2 separate regions of the Sus scrofa genome follow, and region 2 is linked to region 1. The links are chromatin contacts, called in public Hi-C maps. All regions are on one chromosome and are shown on one strand. The core of a region is the stretch at or near the end of the contact, and the rest is flanking DNA. Distances in the headings are between cores, read along the strand shown. Region 1 has its middle 17 kb from the start of EPS8L3. Region 2 holds the start of FAM102B (protein FAM102B).

Region 1 (5,090 bases), core at 366-2,865:
TGGAGCAGGGGCTGGGTGAGGGCCTGAGGAGGGTGGGGGCACATCCAGACCCCCTCCAGCAGCCAGGGTCTCCCCCAAATAATGTGTCAGTTGCTCTGAAGCACTCCCCATGTCCAGAGAAAGCGCACCGGCCGCCCCCAGGGCTGTGCTCAGCGGGCCCCCAGCTCTCACTCCCCAGCCCTGAAATGCCCACCACCGCCACCTCAGGCTGGTCCCCCGCCCGCCCCCAAGCCCAAGTGCCATGAAGGCGGTGGGCTTCGCAGTCAACCAGCCTGGGTCAAAACCAAGTGCTGCTACTACCGACAGCTTGCTCACCTCTCGGGGCCTCAGTCTCCTCACCTGTAAATGGTACAGTATCAGAGCTGAACTTGATGGATTGTGGTGAGCCTTCCAGGAGCCTGTGAAGGGCTTGGAATCGGGTCTCTGCCCTCCCACAGCCCTCAGTGGCTCACGGGGAATATCTCTCAGGCACTAGATGATTCTGTTGGTGGTGGACAGGCCTCCCGCTCCTGTCCTGGGAGTGGCCTGAGGACAGGCACCAGGTCTCCTGTTGGCACTCCTGGACCCCAGGCTGGGTGTTCAGCTGGATGCATGAATATGGGAGAGTCTGCTGATTTCCTGCTGATAAAAAGCCCCAGGGGGCCTGGGAGAGAGGCCCCTCTCCCACCGGGATCTACCAGCCGGAGGAGTGTGATGGGCGCAGCTGTGGAGCCAAGGGGCTTCTCAGAGGACCTGTGAGTTGCCAAAGATGTGGAGATAAACTCCAGAAGGGAAATGGGGGGGTATGAACAGAGTGGGGGCACAATCCAGAGAAGAAGCTGCAATGGAGGCACTGCCGAGGGCAGATGTGGCCCGAGAGCTGAATGTAGCCCTGGGGCCCAGCGGGACAGGAAAGGGTGCCTGGGAGGGAACAGGACAGGTAGTCTAGACCTCAGGGGGCGGGGTGGGGAAATTGAGGCCCAGGGAGACTTGGGAAGCCAGAAAACAAAGACAGCAGCGTGCACCTCAAATGCTGGCAATACCCGTGACTAGGCCGGAGCTCCGCTTCTGAGGGGCCCCTCAGCAGCGCCCCCAGCACAGTGCTGCAGGGGACATGCCATCCATCAACACTGCGGGAATAAAGAAGGAGCCTTTTCTCTGGGCCTCTTAGCTGGTCTCTCGGCCTCTGCACCCTGCCCTCCTGACCGCGTCTCCAAGATGCTCCCCAGGAAGCAGGCTCCGAGCGGTCCCTCCCACTCGGACCCTGCGGGGTCCTCCACTCCCACGGCTCCCTAGCAGCCCCGAGCCAAGTGGGAATCGCAGATCTTTCCTATTTGGCTTGTGCTTGTGTTTCTGTTTTGTTCTGTGTTAAATCTGAATTACTTAATGAACATCTAATAATAAAAGTGTCCACATAAAAATCTGGGTTCCAGCTTCTCTGAAGACCTGGCTGGGGACACGTCGACTGGATCTGCCGGCCCACATCGGGGAGAAGGGCCGCCCTCTGCAGAGCAGCCTCTTCACCGGCATCTTTATGCCCTCTCCTCCCACCAAGGCCCTGCGACAGCTGAGGCTGTGACCCCTGCCACAGGTGAAAGCCCAGACCCCTCCGCCAGGCCCAAGAGGGCTCGGGGAAGTGACCCTCGAGATGAGCATTGGCATCTGTCTGTCCCCACTGCCCTGTCCCCAAGGTCTGGCTGCACCACACTCCCTCTAGTTCTCCCACAGCCCAAGCCCTCTCATGTCTCTGGCACAAGTGGGACCTCAGGCCAAGGTGCCAGTCCCCACCATGGGGACCTTGCTGATGCCCATCCAGTCTTTGTAGGCTCAAGCCACCCTGGTGGTGGCGCCTCCTGCTGCCCATACCAGGCAGAGCAAGCGGCCACCCTGTGTCCCCACAGCCTGAGTACCCAGGCTGTCCAGCACCCATTCCTGCTCTCTGCGCTGCATGGCCAGTGGTGGCTCGGGGGCCGTGGGAATCACGTCTTATTCTCCCTCTATCTCTGGGACCCTCAGGGCTAGTCTCTGACTTAGAGTCCCGTCTCCTGTGCCTGCTCAGTGCACTTCTTGAGGGAATGAATTAAATAGAAGCCCTTGATATCCTGGGTGGCGGGGGCTTTAAAAAAATCCCTGAAACAAGGAGTTTCCGTTGTGGCACAGTGAGTTAAGGACCTGATGTTGTCTCTATAGAGATGTGGGTTCAATCCCTGGCCTCGCCCAGTGGATTAAGGATCTGGTGTTGCCGTGAGCTGTGGTGTAGGTCGAAGATGCGGCTTGGATCCTTCTGGCTGTGACTGTGGTGTAGACTGGCAGCTGCAGCTCCAGTTCGACCCCTAGCCCGGGAAATTCCATAGGCTGCAGGCGCTGCTGCAAAAGGAAAAAATAAATCCCCAAAACAACACCAAAGAAATGGAGAGGCCCCTGTTGCGGCCTTATCAAGAGCTATATTTCATCACATCTATCCCGGTACACGCACGCTGCCCTGGCAGTTCCAGAACAGACCCTGCCGCAATCAGGCCTGCTCGAGAAAAAGAAGAAAATGGGACAAATGTTATTTTCAAAGACACACACGCACACAATCACTGACACCAGTCACACACATGCACACGCACACATGTGTCCCACACCAACTACCCTCAGGCATGTCCTCTTTCACCTGCAGCTGGAGGCCCCACATGGCCTTCATGTTCTAGGGCTCTCCTGACACCCCCAAATACCCACCTTCCTTCCCCCCACAATGGTGTGTCCTGCGTTCCCGGTCCAGGTCTACTCTTTTAACCCAGCCTGCTACTTTGATCATGGAGTTGGACAGCCCAGGCCTGGCGCAGGTGGTAGAGACGGGTTGCAGACTTGAGAGCAAAGGGACTTCAAAACCCGCTCATAACGGGTAAGAACCACAGCCTAGATTCAGACTCACAGGGACCTGGGGGCTGGGAGAGGCAGAAGGGCCCCAGGGGAACATCCCCACCCCCTCTGCTGAGCACAGCCCACCAGGGTAACTTCATCATCACAGAAGCCACGGATCGGGGCCCCAGCCGCCATGTGGAAGCAGCCCGCCAAGCCAGCTCCCCACGCAGGCCCTGCTCCTCGACCGTCTGGCTCAGGCTCTGAAGCCCTGTTCTTCACCGCCACGTTCCCGGGGTCACTGCTTCCTGAACACCGGGTTCACCTCTTGGGAGGTGTCAGACCCCAAAAGACAAACAAGCCACAGAGCCGGAGAAGGAAGGATTTATCATCACCCGCTGCAACTAAGAACACCAGGATCTCTCCCAAAGCAGGGTCTCCAGGATGGCGAAACTGGGGACGTTTGAAGCTAAGGGTATATGCATATTCACAAAGGGGCTTGAGCAGAGGAGACATCGGCAGAGCATTGGGGCAAAGGAGGGCAGAGTCCAGGCTTTAGGTGGCTGAGGTCCGGAGGGTCGACTCATCATTCCATCCTCTCCCTGGGGGTGGGGGGCTTAGTTCCTGCAGAAATCAAAGACGTGCATCAGATTGCACTGTGTATTCCTTGAGGAGGAACTAAGACTCTGCTTTATCGCTGAGCTGTTGTTTCCTGCCTGCTTTTTCTCTGTTTCTGCACCCCTCACTTTCCTTAAGATTGTGCATTACTGAGACCTATTCAAAGCCAAGCATTAGCCCAGCTTAGATCCCCAATGGCTTAGGTCAAAGATGGCTTCGCTTAGGTCACGGAAGCCATGCCTGGTTCTTTTTCTCCGGGAACCCCTCCCCCACCCTACCTGCTTACATCCTCACAGGTGGTGACAGGCAGGAAAGGGAACAGAAGCTCATGTACCTACTGCTTCCCGCTGTCCACGGGAGCAGCGTTCAAATTCGTTGTCAGGGCAGGTTTGTATATTTACTCAGATGGATAATCTTCTGCAGCCCAAAGCAAACCGCTCGGAAGAAGGGGTGGTGCTTTCTCAGGGACTCCTTGGGGACCCAGGCGTCCCTGGCAGAGGGAGTCCCCGAGATGAGGAGATGTGCGGAGAGTGAAGCCGGGCTCTGTCTGTGAGCTACCGCCTGGCCCTGCTTTCAAGAGGAAACACGGGCACCTTGGGGTGAGTCACATGCCTCAGGCGTGTTTCCAGGACAGAACCCGGTAGGCCTGCCTCTGGCCCTGCCCTGACTCTGCCCCCTCCTAGCCCGGCCAGCTCACCAGGCAGAGGGCAGCACTCCCGCCCAGGAGGAGGCAGGGGAACCTGACTCTCCCCAGCCCCTGGCGGGGCCGGGGGGTGGGGGACGGTGGGATGCTGGGTTCGGCAGGGTTGTCTGTGCCCCCGCCCCCAGCACCCACCATGGTGCTGGGACCCGGGGCTTCAGGGTGTCAGCTCAGATTCTTCTTGGCTTCCTCCACCTCTGCTTCCTGCTACCATAGCCAATCCCATTAATCACCTTCGCTTGCCATTCCCCAGGAATGCGGCGGTCTCATAAAAATCAGGCCTGGGTTAAACAAATAAACCAACCTGGAGGCTTCTAAGTCAGCTGCAAGGCTCCTCCAGGCTTCTTCTCTGCTCTGCCCCAAGCCCTGCTCCCCAACAGGATCGCAGAGCCACCCTCTCGCACACACCCCAGGACTAGGAGGGAACAGCCTCAGCCCCAGGAAGCCATCTCTAGTTAGGGGGAGTGGGTGCCCAGAAGCCGGAAAACCACCTCCCCCTGCCCAGGGCTCCCCTCCCTACCTCCACCACACCTCCACCTGTGTCCCCCCACCCAGCTCCTCCACATTCGGTGTCCAGCACCCCACTCCCCCAACCTGAGGCTCTGCCGACCACCTCTCACCCTGCCCGGGGCCCTACACCCTCCCTCGAGGGAATGGGATGTGGCTCCAGGGAGATTCCCCCAAGGAAATGGAGAGGCCAGAGGGATGGGAGCCAGCTGGGAGCCTCTTCCTGCACGCCCCCCCATCTCCTCCTCCAGCCCCAGGACGCAGCATGGTAAAGTCCCACTGGGCCTAGCCTACAGGCAGGCTCAGTCCTGCCTCAGAGACTTTTTGCCGAAAGGAAGAGACCCACACCCCTAAGCACCAATAAACAAATGGGAAAATATGCAAACACTCAGCCCACTCACCAGAACACAAGAACCCACAGCTGGGCCGAAGGGTGCGCACA
Region 2 (5,593 bases), core at 589-3,088, 1.2 Mb after region 1:
ACAAAATGGGGATCCCTACCTTACAGGCTTGCTGTGAGAATGAAATAGGTTGATCTATTTAAAGGGTTTAGCCTATACATATTTGCTGAATAAAACACTGCCTGCAGCACCAGAATACCTGACTTTTAAGAAGCCAGACCAATAATCTGAGGGAGAAAGGAGGCAGTAGGGAAGTACCCTGACCACCAGGTGTCACCACTGACCCAGAAGAGTTGGTCTAACTGCCAGAAGTAGGGGGTGGGAACCCTGCGGCATTGCAGGGTAAGACTGTCATTTGCACCTACAGAACATTCAAGAATTGCCTTAGGCTTTCTACACCTTAAGAGCTAGCGAAGTATTTGTTGCACCATTCTGAGTAACACCGCTTTCTTCCCAGTGTGTTAAAAATGACTCTGGTGTAATTAATTAGCTGAACAGCCACAGATTTGTCATCATACTTTAATTTTAAAAACTATGCTCAGCTGACCGTTATTTAAGTCTGAGAATCAATACTGCCTCCTCTCTCCTTTGCTTTGGCCAACTAGATATTAACATTCTCTGGCTTCCATAGGCTTCAATATTGCCACCATAGACAATTTTCTGGTCCCAATTCCACAACCCACGGACATTATTCTTCCTTTACATTATTAATAGGGAATGACAGGTAAAAGGAAAGCAGAATACTTATTAGGGTAAAAATAAAGCCCGTGAGCAGAATATGGAGGCAAAATAAACATTAGCTCTGAGTCTTATTCCTTGATCGCAAGAATTTAAAAGTTCATTTTAAAAAATTCTACAAATTCACTCTTTTCTTAAGGAACACTTACCCTCGGGTAGATCTGTCAACCTACAAATGGCCCTAAAAAGACTCAAGGAATGCCACCCCTCCTGACTTCACTCTATAACCTACCAACGACCCTCCCTGTGAGCGCCTAGGGGCTCACTTCAAAAAGAGGGGCGGGCTTGGGTTCTTCTGGTTCTAAGTCCTCCACGCTGAGAGCCACTGGCGGCCACTGCGAGAAGGGTTATTCAGAGAGTGTTAGGGCGTAACTGGACACGCAGCTCTGAGATGAGGCACAGACTGCTGTCTGCCAGGGAACACTTGACTCAAGTCAAGCCTGATCAGGCCTACCCTAGTCGCATCCTGGGCTCCCGAGCCCTCCAGTAACCAACAAGGAGAAGGGGAAAGGCTGAGGCACCGGCTTCTGTTGAGAGCGGGCGCTCCTGGAACTCGAGCTGTTTGGGTTATTTTTGTTTTAACAGCAGCTCAAGTTCCACTCTGCATCTCACAAATATAGAAAGGTCTGAAGAGAAACCACAAGCATCCTCGCCCTTCTGACCATCGTTCCCATTCCTAGAGAATTTAGGAGGGAAGTGCAAATACCAGGAACCATCTGGAATCAGGAGCGCAGGTGGCAACTCCAGCCGAGAAGAACCCACTTGCGAAGCACTTTAGCAGATCGATAGACTGCCGACCGATCTCAGACTGATCCCTAGAGAAAGAAGAGCTCACGAGGCTGGCCGCCCTCCTGGAGCTTAGGAGCCACGGAAAGAGATGCTGCCCAGCCTACAAGCCCCTGCTGGGCAGGCGAGGGCGCAGCTGAACGGGGATCGCGGGCGGCGGGCGGGCGTGTTACCTGGGGGACTCGGCGGTGAAGCTGCCGCCGTCCAGCAGCCGCATCTTGCAGAAGAGGACCCCGTTGACGAAGGGCACCGAGGAGAGCTCCTCGAGCCCGAAGTCCACCTTAAACTTAAACTTCTTCTTCTTCATCATCATGAGAGCCAGACGCCGGCGAGCGGGGTGCGGGGGTGGCCCCAAGGGGCGCGCGGGCCGGCGCCGCCGCTTCAACTCGGCCGAGCCCCGGGCCCGCCCAGCCCCATGGCCGGGGCCGCGAGCTGCGCGCGGGGGCGCGGCTGGGGGGCGCCGCGGGCCGGCCGGGGCCGGGGCCGCCGCCTCCTCTCGCGGCAGCCGGGGCCGGAGCGCGGCGGCGGCGGCGGCGGCCGCGGCGCGGACCCCGCCCGCCCGCGGGGAGCGGTCGTGCTGCAGCTCGCCTGAGCGGTGGGCGCCCTCTCGGTGTGCAACTCGCCGCCGCCGCCGCCCGTCTGGGAGGAGGAGACGTGAAGCTGGGAGAACCGCCGCCGCCGCTGCCTTGGCGCTACGGGGCCCGCGGCGCCCCTAGCGGCGGCGACGAGCAGTGCACCGCCGGGCGGAAGCGGGAGGGCGGGCGAGGAAATTCGCGGCGGGCGGGCGCTTCGCCGGGAAACGGACCCGCGACGGCAGTTGGGGCGTCACGCCTCGCTGGGGTTAAAAAAAGACAAATCCGACCGAAAAGGAACTTCCTTCTACAGCTTCCTCTCGGCCTTTCTTTCAGTTTTTGCCCCGCCTCCTTTCTCCCTCTCCCCCCTTCTCCCCCTCCCCCTCCAGAGATATATTTTTTTTCCCTCTTGGGTTTGAGAGTCACGGGTTAATAGGGTTAATCAGAATCTCCACGACGTCGTTTTCATCAGATCGAAATCCGAAAACACAGATTTCTTTTAGGTACTCTGAATTCACGAGCCTTCTAATATAAAGCAAGGAGGAGGCAGGGAAGAGGAAGGGATTAGAACGTGTGCAGAACCCAGGCACTGTACTGCTACAGGCGTTTTCTCCGGTTTATACTTTAATTCCTGTCAGCCAGGATAAAAGAGTACAGAAGGCATTCAAATAATACTTTCCCTTCTAAAATGTGGCCGTCCATACGGAAAACTGAAAAGCCAAAAAAATAAGAAGTCTCCTTAGATGCATGTTTAAGAATGTGTACGTTACACATTGTTACATTATACGTTATGTTACTACTTGGTTACGTAATATTCATATTTTCAGCCTGAGTTATAACCCGAAAGATTCCCTCGCAGTAATCTTTGAAAGGCTGCAACTGAAGAGATTCTCGTTCCCAGTTCACTCATTGATGGATGCATTCATCCGTACAAAAATATGTTTAATCACCGAAAATGTCAGTTATTGTCCAGACCCGGTGATTGATTTAAAACACACACACACACACAAACCACAAAAAGTCTGACCTCAATAATTTTACGATCTAGTGAGAAAAATATACCTAAATCAGTCATCAAAAAACAAAACCTAGGCGTTCCTGTGGTGGGTGACTCAGCAGAAACAAATCTGACTAGTATCAATGAGGACACAGGTTTGATCCCTGGCCTTCCTCAGTGGGTTAAGGATCCTGCGTTGCTGTAAGCCGTGGTGGAGGTCGCAGATGCGGCTGGGATCTGGTGTTGCTGTGTCTGTGGCATAGGCCAGCAGCTACAGAGCCTAGTCCACCCCTAGCATGGAAGCAGCCCTAAAAAGACCAAAACAAAACAAAAAAAGCCCCACAAAAAAACCCACCAAAAAACAAAACCTAGCATGTGTGTTTCCTTAGAATGAAGAAGCAAGTTGTCTGGAACTCAGAAGAGGAAGGAATTAATTGAAGTTAATCAGTGTTCTGAATTTCAAAGAATGAATGGGATTTGGAACAGAGTCAGGGGTTGGTGGAGGGAAGGTGCTCCAGGTGGGAGAAATGAAGGGAAAGACCCAGGGGCAGAGTTTAGGAGTTTAGGGTTCTCGGGTTTGGTAGTGGAGAAAACTGGTTCGCCCTCAGGACAAGGGGATAAGGCAGTGGACAGGGTTACAGGGGACTCTGGGGTTTGTTACTTGGACAGCAAGATGGATGTTAATTCTGTTGACTGCCTTGGAAGCAGGAGGAGGGTAGGTTGGGAACGGAGGAGATAATGAGACTTTATTTGAACTCTGAGACATCCAGGAGAATAAGGAGAATCAGGGCAAAGAGTAAGGACCAAAAACTTGCCTTTGGGAATTAGAGTATTCCCTGATGGCTAAAGCCCCAGGAGTGGATAAAAATGAATTACTCTGAAGAATATCTAATGAGTAGATGAGGAAGAGAAGCTTGTGAAGGCACTTTAGAACAAACAGAGAGAAGAGATCAAGGAAGATAAATGCTCTGGAAGTCAAGAAAGAGGGTTTTGTTTTTTGTTTGTATGTATGTATGTATTTACTGCACTGCACCTGCAGCATATGGAAGTTCCTGGGCCAGGAATGGAACCCTTGCCACAGCAGCAATCCCCTGCAGCGAGAATGCCAAATCCTCCACCTGCTGCACCACAAGAGAATTCCAAAAAAGAGTTTTTATCATTTAACATTCATACTTAAGACCTACTGTGTGCCAAGCACTGCACTGGGGACCAGAGATACTAATGAGCAAGACATACAGGGGCTTATAATATATCTGCAGACAGATCAATTAGAGAGAAAGAGGGAGTGGGGAGGAGACTGGAGGAGGGGAGTCTGCATTGTTGCAGAGAAATCCTGGAGGATTTGGACTGAAAAGAAGCTCTTAAATTGACGTTCTAGAAGGTTATCGGTGGTTTTGGCAAGAGAAGCCTCCACAAAAGATGGTGGCAAAGTAAGATTAAAATGCTTATGTAAGCAAATAGGGAGTGTGTGTAGGGGGTGTCCCTGGAGAAAGAGAGCCAGGCATGTTTTTTTTCTGACATAAGAGAAGCCATTTTTGGCCTAAGCAATTTTGGGATCTAAATGTTGGCTACAGTGCTTGCCTTTGAATAGGTCTCAGTAATGAATGATCTTAAGGGAAGTGAGGGATGTAGAACAGAGAAAATGCAGGCAGGAAACAATAGTTCAGCAATAAAGCAGAGTCTTAGTTCCTCCTCAAGGAATACATAGTGCAATCTGTTGCACGTCTTTGATTTCTGCAGGAATTAAGGCACCCCACCCCCAGGCGGAGGATGGAATGATGAGTTGACCCTGCTGACTTCAACTAAAGCCTGGACTCTGTCCACCTCTGCCCCCATTCTATGCTGAATTCTACCTTGTTCAAAACCCTTCGCGAATATGCATATACCCTTAGCTTAAAACTTCCCCAACTTTGCTGTTCAGGGAGACTTTGCTTTGGGAGAGATCCCTGGTGTTCTTACTTGCTGCAAGTAACACATCCTTCCTTCTCCCGCTCTTTGGCTTGTTTGTGTCTTTTGGCTCAGCGCCTAACCAGAGGGGACTCCGTTTTCAGGTCACAGTCTGAGAAGTGAATGGAAGTTAGTAACGAGGAATGGGTGACTAAAAATAATTTTTTCAGATTATTGTCAGTAAATGAAGAGAGAGGACAGTTGCTAAAGGAGGCGGGTTCAAGCTTTTTCCAGTGACACTCAGGAACTATCTGAGATTTATCCAGAGCCTAGAATGTGCCACGGGCCATCCCAGGCCCTAGAGATCTGAGATGCAATCTCTCTTCTGTATCTTATGATCTGTTGGAGGACACAATAAGTAAGCAGGAAGTCCTGGTACAATGTAACACTGAAGTCTATCTATATATGATGGTGGGTGAATAGAGGCTGCTGTGCGAATACAGTACATCCAACTAGCATAAGTAGGGCTGTGGAAGACTTTCTGGGGTAAGTGACATTTGAGCTGTGTTTGAATGGTGAGTGTGGGGGTGGGCAGCAGTTTCCAGGAAGAAGGTTCTGCATCTGCAAAGGCTCAGAGGAAGAGTGACCACGTCGTGGGAGGAACTGAAAGTGGTTCAGTCTGGCTGCAGCTTAG

Evidence for each region. Hi-C and Micro-C count contacts between places; a contact is called where the count stands out from the background.
Region 2: a contact with region 1 is called in a Hi-C map of retroperitoneal adipose tissue, with 7 times the contacts expected there. A contact is called at or near these places in 4 of 47 Hi-C or Micro-C datasets (heart right ventricle, liver, omental adipose tissue and 1 more).

What each region holds. Positions count from the first base shown.
Region 1 is chr4:110,291,591-110,296,680 of Sscrofa11.1, forward strand. No RefSeq gene overlaps it. Among named protein-coding and RNA genes, the nearest start is that of EPS8L3, 17 kb to the right of the region's middle.
Region 2 is chr4:111,465,392-111,470,984 of Sscrofa11.1, forward strand. It overlaps FAM102B (protein FAM102B), which reads right to left and starts at 1,839. Exons shown (of 11, transcript XM_021090109.1): 1 at 1,617-1,839. The coding sequence starts at 1,756.